Linked DNA regions of Pan troglodytes: region 1 is linked to region 2. The links are chromatin contacts, called in public HiChIP or PLAC-seq maps. All regions are on one chromosome and are shown on one strand. The core of a region is the stretch at or near the end of the contact, and the rest is flanking DNA. Distances in the headings are between cores, read along the strand shown. Region 1 holds the start of LRRC10B (leucine rich repeat containing 10B). Region 2 holds the start of DDB1 (damage specific DNA binding protein 1).

Region 1 (5,031 bases), core at 468-2,967, 180 kb after region 2:
CCAACATGGTGAACCCCTGTCTCTACTAAAATACAAAAATTAGCTGGGCGTGGTGGTGGGCACCTGTAATCTCAGCTACTTGCGAGGCTGAGGCAAGAGAATCGCTTGAACCCAGGAGGCGAGGCGGAGGTTGCAGTGAGCCAAGATCACGCCATTGCACTCCAACCTATGCAACAAGAGCAAAACTCTGTCTCAAAATAAATAAATAAATAAATAAATAAATAAAAATTTGCATGGAATGTCTACTGTATGCTCTAGAGCCTGTGCCAGCAGGGAAGGAGATGCCCAAACCTCCCTGGCTGGGCAGCTTACATTCCAGTGGGGATGGTTCCCTTCCTCCCGTTGCATTGGCAACTGCTCTCTGCCCTTGGGCTGTCTTCCATCCCCCTTCCCCTGCAGTGGGGATGGCAATGGGGGTGGGCCAAAGGGCAGCGTGCTCTCCTGAAGTCAGTCCACTCAGCCAGTTACATGGGTCACACCAGCCGGGTTCAAGAGAAGGCAGGAGGCAGGAGGCTTGGAGCCCGAAAATTTGGCTCCCGGGCTGCAACCTCTATGCATTGTGTGACCGTAAGCAGGGTGCCTAATCCCCGCGAGGCCACTTCTCTCATCTTTCATGTGGGATTATAATGCTGTCTTTGTAGCTTTGTCCAGAGAATCAGAGGCTCTGTTGTGAGAAAATTCATTGCTGGAGGTGGAGTGATCCTTGTTTCCATCTATCGGTATGGTTTATGGTTAGGAACACAGGCTCTGGAGTCACACTACCTGGCTTCGAATCCAGCTGCTCATCAGCTGGGTGACCTTGGGCACTTCACCCAGCTCAGACTGACCCAGCTCAAGTCATGTCTCTTTGACCCTCAGTTTCTCCATCTTTAAAATCGGGGTGATGAGGGTGTCTACCTCATAGGCTGTGCCAAGGACTCAACGCAATGCTTTCAGCATAGTGCTGGGCACACGTGGGCTCGAAGCCAGTGACAGCCAGTGCTTTTCTGCCAGGAGCTCCCGCAGGAGGGCTCCGGATGGGAGGTGGGGGGAGAAGGCAGGGGGGAACTGCTGCTGGTGGTAGCAGGCGAAGGAAGAGTCATGGAATGAGAGTGGCCATGATTGGTGGCTCAAAGGCGTTCACGTGTCCCAGTCCTCTGTCCACCGCAGCCACACACAGACTTTGAGCGTCGGTGGAGGGATCCTGGCAGGAGAGAGGGGTGTGAGTGTAGCAATGAGGAAGCTGTAGGGCAATTAGGCGGGGCGGAGCCAAGCCCTGGGTCCCGGTAAAACCAGCAGATGTGAAAAGGGCCGGACAGTAACACTGTTTCGAGTTACTACACTGAAGTGATCCCAGCAGGTAGGCCGGCCGCACGCCGCTAGACGTGAATGGCCGGCAGTGACCGCGCCCCTCAGCCCCTCCTTGTGAGCCTCTAGTCCAGAGTTTTTGATCCACCGCCAGCGTTTCCTTCGCCTTCTTGGACCCGCAGCTCTGGGGCGCACACAACCGCACACCAAACAGAGTCGGGCGTCGGGTCTCAGTGCCAGGCTTGGCCGGGGCGGGGAATCTCTCGGCTTGTGCTTGCTCCGCGGTGGGCTGGATGGGCAGGTAGGGGGCGGGCTCCGGCGCTGGGACCCCACTAGGGTGGCGCCTTGGCCCCGCCCCGCCCCGCCCTCCCTCCGCCTCATTGGCAGCCGCACGCGCGTCGGGGTTGCCAGGGCGACGGGTCGCTAAGCTGCGAGTCAGCGCGAACCCTAGCCAGTCGGCCTCCGGCGGAGGCAACGGGGGAGGCCCGAGGGCGGGCGGTGGAGCGCGGCGCGCGGCGGCGGTGCCCCAAGTGGGTGCCTCCTCCCGGCCCCGCACGGCCCCCCTCCCGGCGCGGGGGCAGGCCGGGGCGGGGGGCCCGGGGGCCGGCGCGGCTCCGGCACCGTCGGGGCGGCTGGGGGGCGGCCGGGGCGGGGCGATGCCTGGCGGTGGCAGTGGCGGCGGCCCCGGCCGGGGCCCGTGACCATGGGCATCGCCGAGTCCACGCCGGATGAGCTGCCGTCGGACGCAGAGGAGCAGCTGCGCAGCGGCGACCAGCAGCTGGAGCTGAGCGGGCGGCGGTTGCGGCGGCTGCCCAGCGCAGTGTGCGCGCTGAGCCGCCTGCAGAAGCTGTATGTGAGCGGCACGGGGCTGCGCGAGCTGCCGGAGGAGATCGAGGAGCTGCGCGAGCTGCGCATCCTGGCCCTGGACTTCAACAAGCTCGAGCGACTGCCTGACGGCCTGTGCCGCCTGCCGCGCCTCACGCGCCTCTATCTGGGCGGCAACCGGCTGCTGGCGCTGCCCGCCGACTTCGCGCAGTTGCAGAGCCTGCGCTGCCTCTGGATCGAGGGCAACTTCTTGCGGCGCTTCCCGCGGCCGCTGCTGCGCCTGGTGGCGCTGCAGTCGCTCCAGATGGGCGACAACCGGCTGCGCGCGCTGCCGGCCGAGCTGCCGCGCATGACGGGCTTGCGCGGCCTCTGGCTCTACGGCAACCGCTTCGAGGAGTTCCCGCCCGCGCTGCTGCGCATGGGCCGCCTGCACATCCTCGACCTCGACCGCAACCGCCTGGGCGGCTTCCCCGACCTGCACCCGCTGCGCGCGCTGCGCGTCTTCTCCTACGATCACAACCCCGTCACCGGGCCCCCGCGCGTCGCGGACACCGTGTTCCTCGTGGGCGAGGGCGCCGTCGAGCGCATGGCGGAGCGCGACGAGCCCACGCCCCGGCCTCCGCCCCGGCGCCCAGCGCGGGCCTTTGAGGATGAGGAGGAGGAAGACCTGCTCATAGGCGGCGCTGGTTCCCGGGCTCTGGGCGCCCCCGGGGTCAGCCTCCGCGCCCTGGAAGCCGCTCCAGGACTGGGCACCTGAGCCTATGTTCTGGCTGATGGGCTTCAGCCACTCTGAGAGGAGGGGCTCTAGGAAGCTTTGGCTGGTTAGGCCTGCGGGACCGGTGGGTCCCTACTTAGGTCAATGGAGCGGCCACTTTTGGCGAGTTGCCGGGCACAGGCAGGGCTGGGGCTCATCTTCAGACACTCCTAGGTAGTAAGAGGACTGACTATACCCTGGCTGATCTGTGGGCAATTGTCAGACCAAGAAGTCTGGGCTGGGTCCAGTCCCCGATGGAGCCACTGATAACAGAGGCACCAGCTTCCTCCTGGAACCAGGGTCACTGAGGGCCACAGAATTGTCACGTCTCCCTGAGTCTGGATGCAGGGCACCCAACACCCTCCCTCTTTCTGGGGTTTGGGTCTCCTAGGCCCACCCTTTCTAGGACAGGAACCGCTACCTCTGGGGTGGACTGCGTGCCTGTGTGGGGCAGGACTGCCCTTGCGAGGAGGGCCTGGCCCAGGAGCAGGGGCTTGGAGTGGGGCTGGTGCCCGGGACAGAAGTGGGAAACAGATGGGGGCCCCAACACCGAAGCTGCCCTCACCCCTCCATCAGGGCTGATCGTACATACCTCCCTCCTCGGCCCCCTGAGATTGGTATGGGGCACAGAAGGCAGGGGGTCACCCCCACCCTATTCTGTTCTCTTCTCCCAGCCTCCCAGCATGTGCCTGGAACCTTGCTGGGAAGAGAGAGCTCCCCCTCCACTCCCCACCCCATAGCCTGAGCCTTCCAGCTGTCAAGTTTGAAAAGAAGCCACCGTGCCTCCAGGGCCTCCTGCACCGCAGAGAGGGGCTCTCTGCTCTGGGAGGCTGCTCAGCGCCTCTCCCACGGCCTGCACTCTCCTTTCCCTTAAATGGGCACAGCCAGGGTGGCTGGCACAGGACTGGCACTCTGTACCTCCACTCCGTCACCAGGGACAGCCCCGAGGGGGTGAGGAGAGGGGCCTTGCTCTGCAATTCCCAGAGCCAGATCTTCCTCATCCAAGCAATAACGGGACGAGGGAGCCGGGGCCAAGGACACTCAGGGACACTGTTGGGGCAGCGGCCCCACATGGTAATGTTTTCTTTAGAGAGAAGAAAAAACAACTGGCTGTAAACGTAAATTATATTTCTTGGAGAAAGAATGTGCATTTCCCATGTGCCTGTTTATTTATAATCCCTGGGAGCACCGGAACCCACTGCCGTGGGGACCCTGGGCTCCCTCTGGCACTGCCCCCGCCCCACGTGCTCCCCGATCCATGTCAGACCGACCCTGCCAACTGTGGTGTGCTGTCTGTCTGGGGAACAAGTGCTGTCGTCAGAAGTGGCTTTTGCCCCTCGTGGCTGCTCTCCTGTCTTGCGGAATCCCGCAGCTTAATTCTGCAGAAGATTTTGTATGTTTTTGAGTCACCCTCAAGCTGGGCCGATGGTTCCCTACTCTTTCACTGGCACTGCCCCTCTACCCCCTCCATGACTCTAGACTCGCCTCCCTCCGTCTCTCTCGCTCTATTTTCCTCTTTCTGTCTCTCTCCTTCTTAGTCTCTTTTTGCTCAGTTTTGGCATTTCTTTCTCCCCTTGTTGTTCAGGAAAATAATAAATTAACGATTTAAAGAAAGGAAGAAAGTTGTAAAACCCAAGCCTGGAGGCCCATCTCCCCGGAGAAGATCCTGCCAGATCTTCATCACCATGGCAACAGGGGCATATGGGGCCAGAAGGTCAGGCCCTGCCCAGCAGCTTTGCTGGCACACTGGGCTGGGCCCTGGCTAAGGAGGAGGCAGGGCCCTGGCTAAGGAGGAGGCTGGGCATGGGTCTGGGGCTGTCAGCTTGCAAATGAGAGTGAAGGCCTTGAACGGACAGAAAGAGGTGGTGGGTGGGGAAGATTGGAGACTGCCACCTTCCCAAGGAGGAAGAGGGTCTGGGGCCTGGCTGCTGTAGACCTTGTCCCTCCCAGAGTTCCCCCTGTTGGGGTTCCATCAGGGCCAGTGGGCCTTTCAGGGGTCTGGAAACTTGGAGAAAGTAATTTGAGAGAAGATCACTTAGGTGGGGTAGGAGCTGCAGCTGACTGGGGACTCTCCTCTTGACCTGCCACTTGTATCACAGCATAGGGAAAATACCCCTGGGCCTAGAATCAGAAGGCAGGGGTTGCAGGCCTGGTTCTGCTATTGA
Region 2 (4,937 bases), core at 1,696-4,195:
TAAGCACACCAAATTCTTTAAGAATTTTCCAAATTCTTCTCTCCCTAAAGAGAAAATACATGGTGAGCTTGTAACCCACACTAGGTACACATACACCCTAAGGGCATGTACAAAAAGCCAGAACTGAAGCTGGTAAACATCTAGTTCTCACTTTCATGATTCTCCATCTCTCTGTTCTACATACAAAGTCTTCATCTATTTCAATCTCAAGCTAATCTCAATCATCCCATTCAAATTCTGAAAGATGAATGTAATGCCTCCTCCACTCCTCCCCAAGTATTTGAAGAAAGAGAAAAAAAATGTGGGAATAACAACGGAAGCTAAAATGGATCAACAAAGTCCTACTTATTTAACACAGACTCTGAAAAATTACTGTTTTGTTCAAAGGGTTATAATTAAAATTTTGAACCCACTGCTTTCTTGCCAGATTCAGTTAAGACAACATAAAGCAATGTGGTGGTGATTTGGATGAAAACATTTGCGCTAAAATAATGAAAATACTGATGGTAATTGTTTTTTTTTGTTTGGTGTTTTTTTTTTTTGGAGATGGAGTCTTCGCTCTGTCACCGTGCAATGGGCGCCATCTCCACTCACTGCAACCTCCGCCTCCTGAGTTCAAGTAATTCTTGTGCCTCAGCCTGCCAAGTAGCTGGGATTACAGGCACTTGCCACCACACCCGGCTAACTTTTGTATTTTTAGTAGAGATGGGGTTTCACCATGTTGGCCAGGCTGGTCTCGAACTCCTGACCTCAGGTGATCCACCCACCTCGGCCTCCCAAAGTGCTGGGGTTACAGGCGTGAGCCACCATGCCCGGCCTGGTAATTGTTAACATAACTGTAAATGCTTGCTATATGATAGGCCCTATGTTACTGAATCATTTCATCGTCACAACAACCCAGGGGATTTGATCTGAAAGGTGCCTTAAGTGGCACCTAAAGTCAGAATTAACAAGAAATGAAGCCAGGACTGCCCCACTCTGTAGCCTATCCTCTGAAACAAACTGCTTTAATTTCTCCCTTCTAAAGAAGTCAACTTCATAAATGTTTCCCTAATGAATCTCTCCTTTTACTTCTAGAAAGCTTGGTCAAGAGTACATACTGAAATTTGCCATCCAAAGAGAGAAAAAAGAGAAGAGTTTTTCTCCTAAAGCATATTCCACCCATCCCAAGAATTCGCAAAACAACCTAACACAGCCCAAGCACAGTGGCATGCCTACAATCCCCCAGCTACTCTACTCCAGAGGCTAAAGTGGAGGGATTGCTTGAGCTCAGGAGTTCAAGACATCCTGGGCAACACTGCGAGACCCCCGTCTCAAAGAAAATAAATAAACAAACAAAAATAACATAAAACAACCTACGACCAACAGTTCCCCCTCCACTGCTTGTCCCAACTGCAACACTTACCTTGGGCCTGAAAAGCTCCATGACCGCAATCTTCCCATACATGCCCACCTCTTTGACGGGCCGAAGCCCCTCGGCGGTGACCACATAGATCTCTAATCTCGTGTTTTTGGCAATCAACAGGTTTAAGTCTTCGGCCGAAGTAAAGTGTCCTGAAAGAACAGACCCTCTAACTTTTGAACTCAGGGGAAGGGCCTCCCATCCCTTCAAAATAATCCTATCACTTATGTCTAAATACCTCCAGAATTCTCATTTACTTCACATACTTCTCCAACTCCCTCCAGCTACTCCCCTTCTTGCCAAATCCGGCACCTCAAAGAGTCTCAGTTCATGCATTCAACAAAGCTACCTCCCTAATCAGACTAAGAAAACTGGACTGGACCTAAGAGCCGTGTGTCCTCCAAATGACAATGACTGCGTAATCCCTTCTCATGCCTCTTGCCCCTCAAATTTTACTCTATTACAGTTACAGTGGCAGGCTCTAATTGAGAATGCCGGAGAAAGTGTTCACTTCTTCCAGTCTTCATCTAAAGTCTCACAAAACTTTTATCTGACAGACCAAGTCAAATGAAGAAAAGTCCCAGAGCTTTATATGAAAACACTGTTTTGTCCACACCCCCTGTCCTCCTGGCAGTCTACCAATACCTCCATCCACACTCAGCTACCTCCAACTCTGAACAACAGTTTTGTTTTGGAATCATGATTAGGGTGTATATAAACATGCAAGCTTGGGGTCTGCATATTCAGCTGAGAATGTGGGTTAAGATGACTCTTCCCGGGTTCTGAACATCGGTGTCCTTAACAATCCAAGCGCATCGTCAACAAGGCAAACCCAGCACTGGGCCAGGCAAACCAAACCCTCTTCTCCAGCAGGGCCCTCATGTAAACAACAGCCCCAGGCAAAGGGGTTAACCTGAAGAGGGCTCCTCTCCCTCTGTGGGATAATGCGGGCATTCCTCACATCCCTCCACCTCCTGGGCCCCCCAGACTTCCCCACAGGAAAATCTTGACCCCAAAGTCGTCACTACCACCTCCCCTTTTCCTGGCCACAGAAAGCCAATCTCCGGGCCCAAACGACACCGCACAACCAACTCACACTCCTCTGTCTCACTGGGCCCGCCCTGTTCTCGAGGCCGAATGACCTCCCCAGGACGAAAGGGGACCCTCGAGAGCGGCTTCCAACCCCCAAAAAGCGCGTACAGGGACGACTCTTTCGAGGTCGCGGTGCTGGGGGAGGTTCCTCGGCCGCCAGCGCCTTCCATTCGCCGGGCCCACTCCTGCCCGGCCGCCCCCGGGGCCGCGGGCCTCCCTAGGCCGCGGCTCCCCCCAACTCCCTCACTCGCCGGGGTCTCCGGCCCCGGCAGCCTCACCGGTCACGCAGCCGTTCACGGCGGTGGGCTTCTGGGCCGTTACCACGTAGTTGTACGACATGTCGAGGCTTGGAGCGGCCCGTCGGGACTCGAGCGCGACACTAGAGAGAGGGACACAAGCGAAAAGACAGGTGGCCCCCAACAGCGCGCAGCGAACTCCACTGCCGCTGCCTCCGCCCCAGAGACACGTTGCAGGCCAGAGCGGCCGGGGCGCGGGGCATCACGGGACGGCCTCACCTGGCCTCTTGGAGGACTCCCGAAGCCCGAGGCCGCCAACCGAAGGAGGCCCCGCCCCCGGAGGCGCCGCCTCGCCGCTTTCCGCCAGCGCCCGCAGGACCCGGATGAGAGCGCACGCTTCGGGGTCTCCGGGAAGTCGCGGCGCCTTCGGATGTGGCGGATGCGGCCGTGAGCCGGCGGGGGAGGTGCGCCAGTGTCCTCCGAGCTCGCCCGCAGACTCCCCACCCCGTTCCGCGCCCTTTGCCCTTCCCCGCATCCAGTCCTCCTTCCGTTGCTCCAGGAGCCCTCGGGCTGTTCCTCCTTTGGGAACGGGAAGGACTGCGGAGGCCTAGAGAGGGAAGGGAGACCGCGATTCGTGCACATCCCAGACTAGAACCTTGCCTGCTTTCCTTTCACTGTCTCAGTTCCTCCAGATCCAGCTGTGCCCTCGCCTGACGTTTGAACGACCACCTGCTCACCTCCTCCCTTTTGCGCGTTGATTCTTCAGACTTCAAAGGGCCCACCTGTCTGCTTGCCCAACGTTATTAGTGCCCCTATTGCTCTACAAATTCGAACCTCTAACACAAAACCAATATTTCTCCGTAGGGAACCTTAATGAGCCAGGAGAGCAGTCAGCCCTGCAGCCTCCAGGGTACCCCACATCAAACAGGCTCCCCGGGAACAAGAGGAATACCACGTGGCTTGGCACACTCGCAGAATGCCAGAGAGGAGCCAACCCCCATTTTACAGATGAGAAAGCTGAGGCTTAGGGAGGAATTGGTTTACCTAAGACCCTCCCCACAACCCCAAGTAGGCTGAGGCAGAGCTATGTTGATTCTTCCTATTGTGCACCCACACAGAGGCCAACACGCTGCTGAACCAGGCTGAACTGAGGAAAAGCTAGAAAGTCATCGTGGTTTATATCTTGCCTTTCCCATAGCAGAGACTCTGCCTGACTTTGGAGGCACTGAATTATCAGTAGTAAAAACACACTCTGTAGAAAAACTAGACATTGGTTTAGATTCTGGCTGTTACCTGTATTACCTTGGACAAGTCCCTAGAGCTCTCTGAGTCTATTTCCCAGAAGTAAAATGGGTCACAAACCTGGCTAGCTCCCCCCATTCCCTTCCCTTTTGGTGCCAAGGCCAGTGAGGGCAAGCGTGTGACGAGCTTTGTTAACTTTTTCGCTGCATGTGATGCCCATGTAAAAGATAGTTATTCTGAGGATCACTGTCCTTTAGTGATGAAGTGGGTGCTGTTCCCGGACATAAAGGCAGACCTGTGCTTGACATGGATTGATCTGTCTTCTGGCAGTGAAGTGCAGGCATGAACCTTGGTCAGCCCCACACTCTTCTCCATCCGTAGCCCATGTACTAGAGTTTGGACTTGGACCGAAGTCTGGGGCAGCTCCCTAATTACTAGGGTGCTGAAGGCGTGATTGTGCCAGTCGACTGCGAGTTCCTTCCGCAGCTTGTATCGTTACCCACTCCTGCAGGTGCTGCTGCTGCCTCCACTGTACTCAGACCCAGGTAGCACAGGATTGTCCATCCTCCAGCAGCTCAGTGCAACGGTGTGAACTCCGCCTGTTTCAGAGCCTCCACACCATGGTGAGTCATACAGGGCCGGGACAGGGGAATGGCAGCATGGTCTCAAAGCAGGATCCCAGCCTTGGGCAAGCTAAAGCTCCTTACACTTTGACTGAGAGATGCTATTGCCTCCTGAGGCTCACGGGTGAAGAGAGAGGGTCATCCTCTCTCCCAGGGTCTGATCCCTGCTTTTCTTTGTTTCCTGGAGGCTGCTGGTCCCAGCCAGGCCTGGGGCTGCAGCCTCTTGAGTCCCTTCAGAGCCACTCTGCCCCTTATCTGGGTCTTGCATTCAGAGTAAAACAGTAACAGTTACCTGCTCTGTAATGGACACTGTACCGGTCACAGAAGGAATCGTGAAGAATG

What was found. HiChIP or PLAC-seq counts read pairs in DNA pulled down with a chosen protein or histone mark.
Region 1: an H3K4me3 HiChIP or PLAC-seq map of stem cell-derived excitatory neurons shows a contact between it and region 2, with 2.4 times the contacts expected there. The contact joins the promoter of LRRC10B here to the promoter of DDB1 in region 2. A contact is called at or near these places in 1 of 7 Hi-C or Micro-C datasets (stem cell-derived neural progenitor cells) and 1 of 1 datasets of contacts at active chromatin or transcription factors (stem cell-derived excitatory neurons).

Annotation. Positions count from the first base shown.
Region 1 is chr9:63,757,118-63,762,148 of NHGRI_mPanTro3-v2.0_pri, forward strand. LRRC10B (leucine rich repeat containing 10B) reads left to right here and starts at 1,718. Exons shown (of 1, transcript XM_016921006.4): 1 at 1,718-4,010. The coding sequence starts at 1,991. The coding sequence ends at 2,869. It overlaps LOC104001192 (a long non-coding RNA gene), which reads left to right. Exons shown (of 4, transcript XR_010147565.1): 4 at 1-207.
Region 2 is chr9:63,579,948-63,584,884 of NHGRI_mPanTro3-v2.0_pri, forward strand. It overlaps DDB1 (damage specific DNA binding protein 1), which reads right to left and starts at 2,946. Exons shown (of 27, transcript XM_016920993.3): 1 at 2,773-2,946; 2 at 1,406-1,554. The coding sequence starts at 2,833. TKFC (triokinase and FMN cyclase) reads left to right here and starts at 3,134. Exons shown (of 18, transcript NM_001246594.1): 1 at 3,134-3,194; 2 at 4,484-4,595. The coding sequence starts at 4,593.